3 separate regions of the Mus musculus genome follow, and all the other regions are linked to region 2. Evidence: chromatin contacts called from public Hi-C and HiChIP or PLAC-seq data. All regions are on one chromosome and are shown on one strand. The core of a region is the stretch at or near the end of the contact, and the rest is flanking DNA. Distances in the headings are between cores, read along the strand shown. Region 1 has its middle 94 kb from the start of Dtwd1. Region 2 holds the start of Dtwd1 (DTW domain containing 1). Region 3 overlaps Fam227b (family with sequence similarity 227, member B).

Region 1 (4,583 bases), core at 739-3,238, 93 kb after region 2:
GAAAGTGGGGAAAAGCCTTGAAGATATGGGCACAGGGAAAAAATTCCTGAACAGAACAGCAATGGCTTGTGCTGTAAGATCGAGAATTGACAAATGGGACCTAATGAAACTCCAAAGTTTCTGCAAGGCAAAAGACACCGTCAATAAGACAAAGAGACCACCAACAGATTGGGAAAGGATCTTTACCTATCCTAAATCAGATAGGGGACTAATATCCAACATATATAAAGAACTCAAGAAGGTGGACTTCAGAAAATCAAACAACCCCATTAAAAAATGGGGCTCAGAACTGAACAAAGAATTCTCACCTGAGGAATACCGAATGGCAGAGAAGCACCTGAAAAAATGTTCAACATCCTTAATCATCAGGGAAATGCAAATCAAAACAACCCTGAGATTCCACCTCACACCAGTGAGAATGTCTAAGATCAAAAATTCAGGTGACAGCAGATGCTGGCGAGGATGTGGAGAAAGAGGAACACTCCTCCATTGTTGGTGGGATTGCAGGCTTGTACAACCACTCTGGAAATCCGTCTGGCGGTTCCTCAGAAAATTGGACATAGTACTACCGGAGGATCCAGCAATACCTCTCCTGGGCATATATCCAGAAGATGCCCCAACTGGTAAGAAGGACACATGCTCCACTATGTTCATAGCAGCCTTATTTATAATAGCCAGAAGCTGGAAAGAACCCAGATGCCCCTCAACAGAGGAATGGATACAGAAAATGTGGTACATCTACACAATGGAGTACTACTCAGCTATTAAAAAGAACGAATTTATGAAATTCCTAGCCAAATGGATGGACCTGGAGGGCATCATCCTGAGTGAGGTAACACATTCACAAAGGAACTCACACAATATGTACTCACTGATAAGTGGATATTAGCCCAAAACCTAGGATACCCAAGATATAAGATACAATTTCCTAAACACATGAAACTGAAGAAAAATGAAGACTGAAGTGTGGACACTATGCCCCTCCTTAGAAGTGGGAACAAAACACCCTTGGAAGGAGTTACAGAGACAAAGTTTGGAGCTAAGATGAAAGGATGGACCATGTAGAGACTGCCTTATCCAGGGATCCACCCCATAATCAGCATCCAAACGCTGACACCATTGCATACACTAGCAAGATTTTATCGAAAGGACCCAGATGTAGCTGTCTCTTGTGAGACTATGCCGGGGCCTAGCAAACACAGAAGTGGATGCCCACAGTCAGCTAATGGATGGATTACAGGTCTCCCAATGGAGGAGCTAGAGAAAGTACCCAAGGAGCTAAAGGGATCTGCAACCCTATAGGTGGATCAACATTATGAACTAACCAGTACCCCAGAGCTCTTGACTCTAGCTGCATATGTATCAAAAGATGGCCTAGTCGGCCATCACTGGAAAGAGAGGCCCATTGGACACACAAACTTTATATGCCCCAGAACAGGGGAACGCCAGGGCCAAAAAGGGGGAGTGGGCGGGTAGGGGAGTGGGGGTGGGTGGGTATGGGGGACTTTTGGTATAGCATTGGAAATGTAAATGAGCTAAATCCCTAATAAAAAATGGAAAGAAAAAAATAATAAAATAAAGTCCTGGGGTGTTGCGGTGAAAAAATAAAATAAAATAAAATTCCAAGCCATCAAAAAAAAAAAAAAAAGAATGTATATATATATATATATATGTATTCCTTGTGAACCCTTTGTCAAATAATTATATACATCTGTTTCTTTGGGGTTGGCTTCTGGGAATTTAATGTGTTTCTCTTTGGGCCAAGTTACCATGTCTGTTTCTGTTTGTAAAAACTATCTTTTCTTAGATTCTGTATATCTGATAAAATAGTTACTCAAGACTTTGCCTACTGGTTTCCTGCAGGATATGACTCTTATCCATGAGACTGGCTAAGAGGTTATTTTCCCAAAGCTTGTATTTAGGAGCATGCAAAAGTCTCAGTTGTCAAGCTGATTTTTCAAGTTGATCAGTTTCTTTTTCAGGAATTCACAATCTCTTGCTCCCCCTTGTGTCTCCCGAGGTTTTGCAAGGATTTTCATCATGGATTAACAAACTGTCTTGCTCTCCCTTGTTCTCAGTGATAACCATGCTTCTGATTTAAGTCAGTTTACTATCACTGCCTAATGTCAGGTGAGAGAGATACAAGCCCTTTGTGTGAGCCTCCAAAAAGTCGGAATGACAGGCCTACACTCTGACCCTTTCCCTCCCTCCTGATGGAGAAGCGTTGGGTTATACATGTCACCACCATGCTGAACCATGTATCACCCCTACTATGTTTTTATTCTATGAACCCCCGTACATACATGTGTCTGTTCTTCAGCACTTGAGTGATGCACAACTAAATCAGTCTCCCAGAAGTCCTCTGAGAAAGTCAAAACGTTGACCTGATTTTGCTAAGACATTGCTTTCCAATGCTGATCTGTGCTGGTTTAGGTGGTGCATAAACCACTTAAACCATTTCAGTGTAGCTGTTCTCATACCCATGTTTGCTCGGGGTACTACAAATCTTCGGATTCTAGAATTCCCATAAAAGCACCTTCACTCATGTATCATTAAGTCAGCATTCCAAGGAGACCAAGAAGTAACTAACCATTACAAGTCTGTCATCTTACTGACATCACACACACACACACACACACACACACACACACACACATCAAGCCAATATTTGAATGCCTAAAGACTCCAAACTCCAAGTAGGTATCCTACTAATGAACATGAAAGAAACAGATTGTTGGAACCCATAAGTTCTTGTTTCTAGACATGTTCAAGAAGAGGGGCAAAGGCAGAAGAAATAGCCACCAAACTTCAACACTGAACAGTAGGCAATGAATGGGAAGTCTACAGCTTACCAACCAACCAACAAACAAACAAACAAAAACCAACAAAACAAAAACCTCAGGGAGGATCCAGCCTCGGACTGCTACGGAAAGTCAGCATCCTTGTCCATCCTGATGGCACATGTTCATCTTGATGGCATGTGTCCTGACAAATAAAGTGGGATTGTGGCTTACAGCCCAGAAACATTTGATCTCTCTCAGTGTGTTCACAGACTAAATGTTGGACATAAGTGTGGCCATGAGGAAGAATTGCTGGTACTTTCACAGTCAGCTCAGGATTCTTTCAATAGTCCTATTTCATAAGCTTTCATGCCTCTTCTAGTAATGAATTGTCTTGTTTTCCAGTCGTAGACACCTTACCAATTGTCCTAGTTAGCTTTCAACTTGACACAGCTTAGTGTCATTTGAGAGTAAAGCCTCAACTAAGATCAAATTTAGGCTTGTGATGAACTGTTTTGATTATTAGCTGATGAATCAAGGCCCATCCCACTTTAGGCAGCATTATCCCTTGGCTGGTGGTCCTGGGCTGTGTAAGAAAATGAACCAATAAACAGCATCCTTCCATGGCTTCTACTTCCAGGTTCCTGCCTTGATTTCACTCAACGATGGACTGTGACCCAGAAGTGTGAGTCAAACCAACCCTTTCCTCGCCATGTTCCCTTTAGTCACAATGTTTCATTTCAGCATCAGAGTGAAGCTAGAGCACTCAGGGGAATATCTGAGCCATGATGTAGGTGGAACAGCATGTCAAGAAAGAGATCGGTATCGTAGTGGTAGGGCTATCCTTAAGTGACTGTTGGCCTCATCTCCTAAAGACTCACTTGCAGAACAGAAATGATGAGAGCATCCTTTTGTATCTGAAAGACTGCAAGGACTCTTGTCAAGCCTGTGCACAGGATGCCAAGGTGAGCCTGTCTTCCCCACATAAAGGTCTCTCTCTGAGCATGAGAAGAGTGAATGCAGAGGGATTTCCAGATGATATTGTGCAATTTTTTTTGCTTTGCTGATTTTTCTCCCCATCTCAGCTTAGTCAAAAATTTAGAGCATTGATTTCATTTCCCAGAAAATGCATGCTTCTTTCCCCAAACACTTGTCCCTTGGCAGGAGAGAGAACTGACGCAGACACAAAACCTGAAGCAAATTGTGTTTTGTTTTGCTTCTCCCTTTATCCACACCCAACACTCATTCCTTCATTTAAGTTAGGGAACTTAGGAAGAGGGAACGTAGGAGTTTCATATTTTCAGTTTTTGGTTTACTCTCTTCTTTCTGTGTACAGTTTACCTCTGCATCCTCAGTGCCAGATCCGTGAACGAAGAGTACATTTTCTGACACCAGCTCACCAGCTCTCTTCACTTGGGGTGTTCTATGCTCTCACTTTGGACAACACTATTCTAATGATTCCCATTCATGGTGCATAATTACCATTATCATGCAGACCCCGTCCTTCAGTGGGGTCTGGAACAGAGGTGAAATCCAAAGGCCTCATTAAGACTCTGTGCCCACAACGTAAGGAGGACACCAGACTGAGTGCTCTCTAAGGCCAGAGGAGTCCGAGTCCCAGAAACGTATACAATAGCACTCAGGTCCCATAGATTCATCCTAACTAGTATTTCATCTTAACAGCCACAGCTCCTAATGGTGACTGCTCATCAGCCAACAACGAACAGAAATGGAAGAAAACTTAATTCAAAAGTAGTTTTACTCTTAATTTTAAAAAAAGTATTTATGGAGTTACTAGAGAGG
Region 2 (4,814 bases), core at 2,040-4,539:
TATGCAGCTAGAGAGAATGAGCTCTGGGGGTACTGATTAGTTCATATTGTTGTTCCACCTTTGGGGTTGCAGACCACTTCAGCTAAAGGTTTGTCATATTAAGCCATTGATAATTTGTGATTTCCTGGGATGGCTGAAAGTTCTCTATGTTAGTTTACCTTACAAGTTACACTTTCTTTGATAACCCTTTAGGAAGTGTGAACTATGTTCCTTTTCCTAGTATCTGAACAGGCCTAAAGTCTCATTTGCAAGCAAAATAATAGGAGAGATATAACACTGTTATTTTTTGAGGATGGGTCAAAAAGGACATGTGATTTCAGCCTTCTTTGCAGTGCTCCATTTGTAGTCTCTCCAGCCTGGGGTTCTTTTCTTTTCTTCTTTTGGGGTTTTTGTTGTTGTTGCTTTTTGTTGTTGTTGTTGTATTGTTTTGTTTTTGGTTGGTTTGGTTTTGTCAGCTTGACACAATTAGAGTAATCTTGGAGGAGGAACATCAACTGAGAAAATGCCTCAATAAGATTGTCTGTAGGCAAGTCTGTAGTGCAGTTTATTGACTGGTGATTGATTTGGGTGGGCACAAGTGGCACTGCCACCTCTGATAAGGCAGTCTTTGGCTGTATAAGAAAGCAGGTTAAGTAAGCAATGGGGAGTAAGCTAGGAAGCAGTACCCCTTCGTGACTTCTGTCTTAGCTCCTGCTTTAAGTTCCTGCTTTGGTTTCCATCAATGGACTATGGCCTGGAATGTAAGCCAAATAAATTCTTTTCCTCCCCAAGTTGCTTTTAAGTCATGGTTTTATCACAGCAACAGAGACTCTCAGACTCCCAGCCTAAGCTGATGAGTCTGCTACTCTCCTGCCGCACTGTGAGGAAGATGAGGCATTACTCCAGGCATTACCATACTCCAGGACAGCCCTTACTCCCAAGAGTAGTTGTGCAACACAAATTGGACTGGATAAGGTTTTGTTGCTGTTTGTTTGTTTGTTTGTTTGTTTGTTTTTATGATAATGAAAACTTAAAGTTGAGGATGGAGAGGGTGTATCTGGGAGGAGTTAGGAAAGAAGGCGAATATGATCAAAATGCACTGTGTGAAATTCTCAAAGTAATTCAAGTCGTGAATGTATTAATAGGCACCCTGATAGTATGCTCAGTCTTTCCATTTGACTTACAAGAGAAAACAAAACAATCCATTATGCACTAGACCACATGGTTGTTTCAAACTACTGTACTTTGGAGTAATTAGTTACACAGACATAGCAACCTAGAACATTGGAACATAGGAATGCTTGCCATATCTATGCATATATGCACATATGTATATATGTACATACATGCAGCTGAAAGTTCTATTGGATAGTACTTTACTAAGTATAATGTACTAAGCCTAATGACTTTCTGCCATGAATAATTTCATTATTTAAAAAATATGGGATTTTGTTTTAGACAGTGTCTTCCCCAGTCTAGACTGGCCTGAAACTTACTATGTGTGCTAGGATAGTCTCAATCTCTTGATTCTCCTGGTTCCCCAATACAGATATGAGTTATCACTGCTGGCTCTAAAGTATAGTTTTGACTTAAGTTTTTATTGTTGTTTATAAATAAGTCAAGATGTGAAACGACATATCCTATGCAACACCCTGTCCAGTTGGAAATTCTTCCCTAGACTCCAACCACTCATCAGGATTTGGCTTCATGGACTCCCCCAGCCTCTTTTGAGGTTCCTAAAATTTGTCATAATGTTTCCTGTACTACCCATACTTAACATGTAAGCACTTCCAGGGCAAGGTGTAAAGATGACAATAACAAAGCCAAAAATTGAAAGGGCTAACAATTAAAAGTCAAATATCCCATTTTCTGATGTTCAGGCCCTCACTGTTTGATGCCTAACTGTGATGTTGTGCACAAATAACTAAAGCTTAATTCCTAAGGCAGGTAGACATGTCAATGTGGGTCTCAAAGTAGACTCTCAACTGTTTTAGCATTCAACATATATGAATACCATTCTGGTGGCTCTCACATTGCGTCTCAAAAGGTTAGTAACTTCTTTTTCTGTTTTGATAAGTGAAGGTATAGTGGACTGGCTGACATTTAGAATGACTTTTGTTCTGCATGCCTCTCTTTATTAAAACATTTTTGCTTAAAGTCTAAATTCAAATATCCATGGTCTAATTTCTACCTCACTCTCACTAGTTCTGAAATTCCTTTTCTGTATCCAAATCAGGAATACCAGTTTGGCTCGAGTTGAGGTCTCCAAAACATTAAGGGACCTATTCAGTCTGCTAAGAGTGACAGAAGGGATTCTCCTCTCCTCCTCTCCTCTCCCCTCCCCTCCCCTCCCCTCTCCTCTCCTCTCCCCTCCCCTCTCCTCCTCTCTCTTCCCTTCCCTTCCCCTTCTTCCTTCCCCTTCCCTTCCCTTCTCTTCTCTTCCTCTCCTCTTCTCTCTCTCTCTCTCCTCCTCCTCCTCCTCCTCCTCCTCCTCCTTCTTCTTCTTCTTCCTCTCTGTGTCTCTCTGTCTGTCTGTCTCTGTCTCTCCTATTCAAGTAGAAGCTACCACTCATGACCAGGCTGGAAATGGGCCTTTCTCCTACTTACAGGTGTGATCCTGGGAATTCATGTTAACCATTGTCTATTTTTCTGTTAAAACTTTTATATAAATTCTGGTGTGGTAAATATCAGTGTCCTGGCTTGTCATTCGTGATTACACACAAGGCTGTTCTTTTTCTCCCATTGGTTAATTTCATAATTCTCCACTCATTAAACAAATTGCTTGATATATGACAGTTTTGTTTCTAATTTAACAACTATTGTTTAGGTTTCTTTGAGGTGGAGCATAGAAAAATAATTTAATCACTTATCCACATATATTAGACTTTAAAAAAAAATAAAAGAAAAATACAGTAGGTGTCAACTCTGCGTGTTGTAAGCAAAGCACAAAATGCATAAACGGTTTTCCTAAGAAGTCTATCAAGCTTGAACTACCAACCACCTAAAGCTACAAGTCTGAGATCTCGTAAATATAGTATTTGGGGAGGTAAAGCGGTGTTACTAGCTCCTCACTAACTCACAGAAACTACTTTCGAAAAGGCTGTTCCGGAACACGTCCCCAGTTGCGCTGGGGGCCCACAACGGGCGGCACAGCAGGAAGCTGACGGTTCCTTTGGAACAGGTCACCCGGGAAGCGAAGGCGGGACTTCCGAACCAGTTCCTCCTGCTCGCCCACGGGATTCTCCCTCTGAGCATGCGCCGTGGTCAGCTTCCCCGTGGCCCTGGCAACCGCCAGGCCCCGCCCTCCGGTGTTCTGCGGAAAGCGCTCCGGGGGGGAGCGCGTGGAGCGGAGGCGGTACGGACCGAGAGTTGAGCGTGGTGCAGGTCGGCATCCCCTCGGGTCGGGTGGCTCGGGCCGGACGCCGGCCAGGCCCAGCGGAGGTCTCACTGCGGGCTAGTGCTGCGTGTGGCGTGCCCGTGGGGGCAAGACTTGAGTGGTCTGGGGCCTAAATGAAGCCTTATTAGGCTTCCCGAGTCGGCGTTGCTCACTCCTGGCAAGGCCAGCTCCCTGTGAGCACCGATCTGTAATTCAGGCTTTGGCGTGGTTTCGGCATGGTCGCGGGAAAAGGAAACCAGATGTGTGCTGTTACCGTCAGCCGATAAGCAGACGCGTTTCTTGTGTGTCTATTTCTTGGGAATGTGAGACAAGTATAGTAACACTTTGCGTTGCTAGTTCCACGAGGTTGGGTAAGGATGAAGAGCCCAAGATTGCAGCATTTCAGGGCTGTTTATGATTGAACTCCAAATGCAAAAATTTCCAAGACATTTCGCCTGTCATATAATGTGTTCTGTGGGAAGGGAGTCAAGTTCTGTGTTTAAAAAATGGCGGTGGTATCTTGGATGTTTAAAAAAAAGGGGGGGGGGGGCGAGAGGGATATTGTACCTCATCAAATTATACGATCAGTTCTTAGTACTTCACAAGCAAATATTGAAAACAGTCTTATCTGGTCCTGAATTTGTCCACAATTCAAAATAGGAGAAATTTAAAGAATATTCCCTTGGGAGGCAAATCAGCTTAGTGTGTTGGAAAAAGTAGCCTTGTTCCGCCGATCTGTGTAGTGCCCCAAAGTTGAGTAGAAAGATAAGTCCTGGATGCCTTCTACAGAGTGGTTTCAATTTAGTTGATAAGTATTTGAATCTATCTAAAAAAAATCAAGAATAGGTAAATCGGAAAGAGTTGTACTTTTGCCTCATTGAAAAGTGCCTCCAAATGAATATGTTTGTCCATATCAAATATGTGGACCCAGGGATAAGTAGTCAGAAGTGTAAAAGATTGTCTTTGTGTGAGTTTATAACTGAGTTAGAATCTGACTTTGAGCCTAAAAATAGATGTTATGTGCAAAGCAGACAGGATGAAACTGCATAAGTATCATTATTTTTAGAGAAATTGAGTGGAAAAAAAAGTTTTTCAGCCCAATTTGCAGAGTAGACCATCAGGATGCTAGTTATTTGCCCTAGGAACCGCCCTTGTTTTCTAATTCTTTACAACTCTCCCCCACCCAACTCCAGCTGCATCGCCCTGCACGTATTTGATGTTAAGTATAGGTATACTTACATGCATCTATGTCCTTGTTGTCATTGATTGTTATTATATACTACTGGAGACAATGTCAGAATCCACAGGCTGACAATTCAGTCACAAAATTGTCCCAGCCTCTTCCAAGTCACACACTGAACCATCAGAATTCCCTTCCAACTAGCTACAAGCTGAGAGTCCTTCATCCCCTCTTCAAATGCATTTGATTTGCTTGTGTGGCCCACAGATCTCAGGGGAC
Region 3 (4,426 bases), core at 231-2,730, 87 kb before region 2:
GTACTTCCCCCTTGCACAAGCATTTTGTCTTTAATTTCTACTTAATTATTTTACCTTTTCTATTGTGTATGTGTATGTAAGTGTATATGTGTATAATGTGTATGAGTGTATCTGTATATGTATGTATATAAATGTATGTGTGAATATATGTGCCATGTGGAGAGTATGTATGTATGTGTGAGACTTTGTATGTATGTATGTATGTATGTATGTATGTAAGTATGTATATGTGTGTGTGTACGTGTGTGTATTGCAGTGTGTGTTGCATGGGTGCAAAAATCAGAACTTGTAGTAGACAGCTCCGTCCTCCCACCATGTTGGGCCAGCACACACAGCTCAGATTCTCATCCCTAGCAACCATCTTTACCTTCTGAGGCACTTCGCTGTCCCTATTTCTAGTTTTAAAAGTCTACTGCTACATAGTTAATATTCAGTCGTGTCTTTCTTTTTATCCTCTTCTTTCCTCCTCTTCCTTCCCCACTTTTTCTTCTTGGTGATGTGAATATAAAAATTGTAGGATATCTCTCCTGGAAAATTTCAAAGTGTATAAGTGGCTGAGACAGATATTTGAACATATTTGATCACTTCTTTAATTTTAATTTTTTAATGGTTCTTTTATTTATTTACATTTCAAATGTTATCCACCTTCTTGGTTTCCCCTCCACAAGCTCCTTCTCCCACTCCCTCCCCCTACTTCTATGAGGGTGCTCCCCTACCCACCCACCCACTCATGCCTCACTGCCCTAGTCTAAGCATGGACTGTCCCCACTAGGAACCCTTAGGTAGACAGCACAACCACCCTTTGCCTGCAGCAAACTTGAAGGCTATCTCAGCAGATCACTGTAATTATGGAGCCAGCAGGACTTTTCTGAAGCCCTCCTCCACGTGACACACTCCAGTAGTGCTGTGTGCTGTTACCACTGTTAACTAAGAGTGAGCGTGATAAATGAGCTTCCCTTGGTATGGTGATAAGTGTCCTTCCTTCCCTATCTGTAAAGAAAACTCTTTCATAAATCTCAGGGTCCTCTTCTAGGCCTTTGTGAATTTTACTCTTATGTAACCATATGGTCTGGGTGATAATTATAATTATTTTGGTATGGTACCATATGTTGTTATTACGTTTGAGAGAATGATCTCATGGAGTTTCAAGGGCTATGGCCAGGCATGAACTGTGCAGGGAAGACGTGGTACTAAGCTAGTAGGGCTTTCCTGACTCCTGGGAGCTAACAGTGTGCAGCCTTTCAAACTTCTTCCTCAGGTCTTCCTCATGCCATGCTGGGAGCTCAATATGGACCTAAAACTGGCCATGGCAGGACTATTTAAACGCTGGAAACTGATGAAATAGGGAAAGAACTACAAGTCAGAACCTCTTCTTTTCTTCTGGAGAGGCCATTGTTAAATTCTTACTGGCTTATCCACTGCAGTGTTATTTTTGGAGAGTGAACCTCAGGCCCAGGGAATGCTAAGCAAACATCCTACCCCTGGGGCCACATTCTCAGCCCCTCAATACAATTTCCCCAGCTGTCACTCTCCTCCCCAACACTGCATTCTCATCTGTCTTTACCAAGAAGAGACTTCGTGTTTGCTGGTGGCCTCCAGTGAAAAGAAAATACAGCCAGAGCATCATGTGTCATTGGTGAGGCTGGCCCTGGACTCTCACAAGTGGTATCTTTCCTCTGATCCTTGCTGAAGCCTTATGACCCTCAAACTCAGTGCCTCTAGATAGCAATGAATTGCACACTTAACACACACACACAGGTCCAGATATGTCAAGACACACAGGATAATGCTATGGAGGGTAAGGCTTGATTTAGTGGAATGTAATAATTGATTTCAGTCTTTGTTGTGTATATCTAGTGTCTAAATATGACCTCTGACCATGCAGAGTCTGGAATGCATGTACTGAAATCATCTCATAGTCTAAATCTGCAGTGCAGGGACTCTTTTGGTTTTCCTCCTTGTAGCCTGACATTTCCTCACAGTCTAAGCGATCAGTACTAAACATCTGAGGTGGGAGTACTAGCAAATTCCAAAAATGTCCAAGCAACAGCCAAGTCATAAAACAAATATTTTAACCCACACATTGTATTCATTAAAGTCTAACAAAATAGGACTCTTGATACCAGTCGTGTATATAATGATTCAACAACCTGAATCCCCCATCCCCTGGCGCTTTCACAACTTGTACAGTTTCTCTGTCTTGGCAGTATGATGCTTTGGCCTGAGTGGAGATATATTAGAAGCCAGAGTTGTGTGGTCTTTGTGTGGGATTCAAAAATCTAGGGTGAGGCTCCATTGTTTGTTATATGATGTTTTGCTTTCAGTTTTCCATTTTCTAAATATTGCCTATCCCAAAGAGTACTATGTGAAGGCCCAGCATAGACAGCCGACACACACGTGGACCACAGACATTCCTCTGGGCTCTTCATCCATTTCTTTCATTTAACATAGTCACCTTTCTTTTAGTCTACTTTTCCTGATTCCAATGTTCATCTTGATGGATTTCTTCAAGGTGTTCTTATCCTCAGAGGTTCCCATTGCCAGTTCTAGAGTTAAAGACCCATTTCCTCAGGGCTTGGTCAATCTCCTTTGCTACTCCAGGTAAATGCAGGTCTTCTATTCCAGAAGATAGCTTATTTCAAAGAAACTTGCAACTTACTTCTGTGCCTATACATATTACAGAACGGACTCATGTATAATGCCAGGCATTGGTAAACAGTGCCGGCAGCCTTTTATGCAGCTGACATCACAGCTATGAAGAATGTGACTTCCACTCTATGGCTTTCAAAGGAGGGGTGGGTAGGATATAGTGAGACAATGGCTTAAAGGGAGCTGAGCAAACAGGATGAGAGAACAGGAGAGAGAGAGAGAGAGAGAGAGAGAGAGAGAGAGAGAGAGAGAGAGAGAGAGAGTTGTGGTGGTTTGAATGAGGATGGCTCCATAGAATCCTTGAATACTTGGTCCCCAGTTGGTAGAATTGTTTAGAAGGATTAGGAAGTGTGACTTTGTTGGTGGAGGTTTGTCACTTGGAGCAAGCTTTGAAAATTTAAAAAGCCATACCAATTAACTTTCCATTCCCAATTAACTTTCTCTGCTCATCATTGTGTCTCAAAAGCTTTTAGCTACTGCTCCAGTGCCATGTTTGCCTGCCCATGCACTTAGTCCTCTGAAGCTGCAAACCCCAAGAAACATTTTCTTCTCTAAGTTGGCTTCACTATGGTGTCTTATCACAGCAATAAGAATGTAACTCAGACAGTAAGAAATATAGTGATAAATAACAGTAAAGACCCTTCAGAGAACTTATATGGAAACCAAGCTACTATTACAGAAGTTTCCATGTATATGTATGTATGTGTAACATATGTATATATTATGCTCACATAAAATAAGAGTAAGATGAAATTCTCCTATAACAGGGCAACAATGCCTGTATTAGACACCACAAGCTAATAAATCAAAGCCCCACTGTCAGACTTTTGGGGCGGTCAGCTGGGAGAGCTGCAGACTCCCAAATAGTCAGAATCTTGCCAGTGCTATTGGCTCTCCTCCAGAACTCAATGAAAAGAGACCCTACTGCTGAGGACACCATGTGCTTGAGTCACAGAATATGATACTGATCTGGAAGTCTTATCTCTACTGGCTACCTTTCGGTGCTTGAGTGTGTTATGAATGCCACTGGAGGAGAAAAGAAGTTTGTCTAGCTGAAACCCCTGCCACCCGCATGACCTCTGGTGCAAAGGTGACATGAACATCAGTGGAGTGACTAAACACTTTCTGATTGGATTTAAGACCTACTCCACAAGAGAAACCCATGCTTGGCACCATTGTCAGACCAAGAACCTGTGACAAGACAGGTTCTAGGCCCAAGGGGACAATCTACACCATTGTATCTGCTAAATGGACGTAGTATTAAATGGACCCCATGACTTCTAGTGATACTTGTAGAGTACTACATCTCTGAGGCCTCACCAGTGAAGCTTCTAGTTGCAGTAGATAGCAATTAACACAGGTCCACATCTGCTCAAGGTACAGAGAACAAAAGACCAACCATAAATCATGGAGTTTTCAACCATAAATGGGATGTTAGTATCATGCAGATTCTTCCCAAGACCTTGAAAGCATTGAGGAAGAGGGGGGAAGAGTGTAAAGCCATAGGTGGTAGATGAGTACAAGGAACCTGTTCTAGACACAACAGATAGCTGCACATTTGAAATTACAGCAGTTGTTACACATGCATAAGACTTGGGCAAACTCAGGCCAGATCCTACCCCAGCATGAAGAGGGGAGCTGCCACGATCTCAGACAGTTGGCCAAGGGCCATTGATGAATGAATTCTGGGAGGGGGAGAGTCAGTTTATCTAAAAGTGTGGCTTCTGGTAAATTGAACACACTTCAGTGGATGGCCACACATCCAAGAATATGTTGA

What was found. A called contact is a pair of places that touch in the nucleus more often than the background predicts. HiChIP or PLAC-seq counts read pairs in DNA pulled down with a chosen protein or histone mark.
Region 1: an H3K27ac HiChIP or PLAC-seq map of the NIH/3T3 cell line shows a contact between it and region 2, with 2.7 times the contacts expected there. The contact joins the enhancer-like site here to the promoter of Dtwd1 in region 2. A contact is called at or near these places in 5 of 39 promoter capture datasets (the 3T3-L1 cell line, 3T3-L1-derived adipocytes, fetal liver and 1 more), 2 of 484 Hi-C or Micro-C datasets (embryonic stem cells and uterus), 2 of 115 datasets of contacts at active chromatin or transcription factors (the NIH/3T3 cell line and fibro-adipogenic progenitors) and 2 of 9 other capture datasets (adipose tissue and liver).
Region 3: a contact with region 2 is called in a Hi-C map of myocytes, with 2.3 times the contacts expected there. The contact joins the enhancer-like site here to the promoter of Dtwd1 in region 2. A contact is called at or near these places in 2 of 39 promoter capture datasets (both in the 3T3-L1 cell line), 7 of 484 Hi-C or Micro-C datasets (MC3T3-E1-derived osteoblasts, beige adipocytes, bone marrow-derived macrophages and 3 more), 2 of 115 datasets of contacts at active chromatin or transcription factors (heart atrium and microglia) and 2 of 9 other capture datasets (adipose tissue and pancreatic islet).

What each region holds. Positions count from the first base shown.
Region 1 is chr2:126,243,648-126,248,230 of GRCm38.p6, forward strand. No RefSeq gene overlaps it. Among named protein-coding and RNA genes, the nearest start is that of Dtwd1, 94 kb to the left of the region's middle. Within about 2 kb of position 1,989, at least 6 of the 459 cell types and tissues checked have an H3K27ac peak or open chromatin away from gene starts, as enhancers often do. A contact at or near this core is called in the NIH/3T3 cell line, where this site is marked.
Region 2 is chr2:126,148,852-126,153,665 of GRCm38.p6, forward strand. Dtwd1 (DTW domain containing 1) reads left to right here and starts at 3,290. Exons shown (of 5, transcript NM_026981.2): 1 at 3,290-3,363. It overlaps Fam227b (family with sequence similarity 227, member B), which reads right to left and starts at 3,153. Exons shown (of 17, transcript NM_029455.3): 1 at 3,060-3,153.
Region 3 is chr2:126,063,546-126,067,971 of GRCm38.p6, forward strand. The region is part of intron 11 of Fam227b (family with sequence similarity 227, member B); the gene reads right to left. The region is part of intron 2 of Fgf7 (fibroblast growth factor 7); the gene reads left to right. Among named protein-coding and RNA genes, the nearest start is that of Fgf7, 31 kb to the left of the region's middle. Within about 2 kb of position 1,481, at least 26 of the 459 cell types and tissues checked have an H3K27ac peak or open chromatin away from gene starts, as enhancers often do. A contact at or near this core is called in beige adipocytes, heart atrium and myocytes, where this site is marked.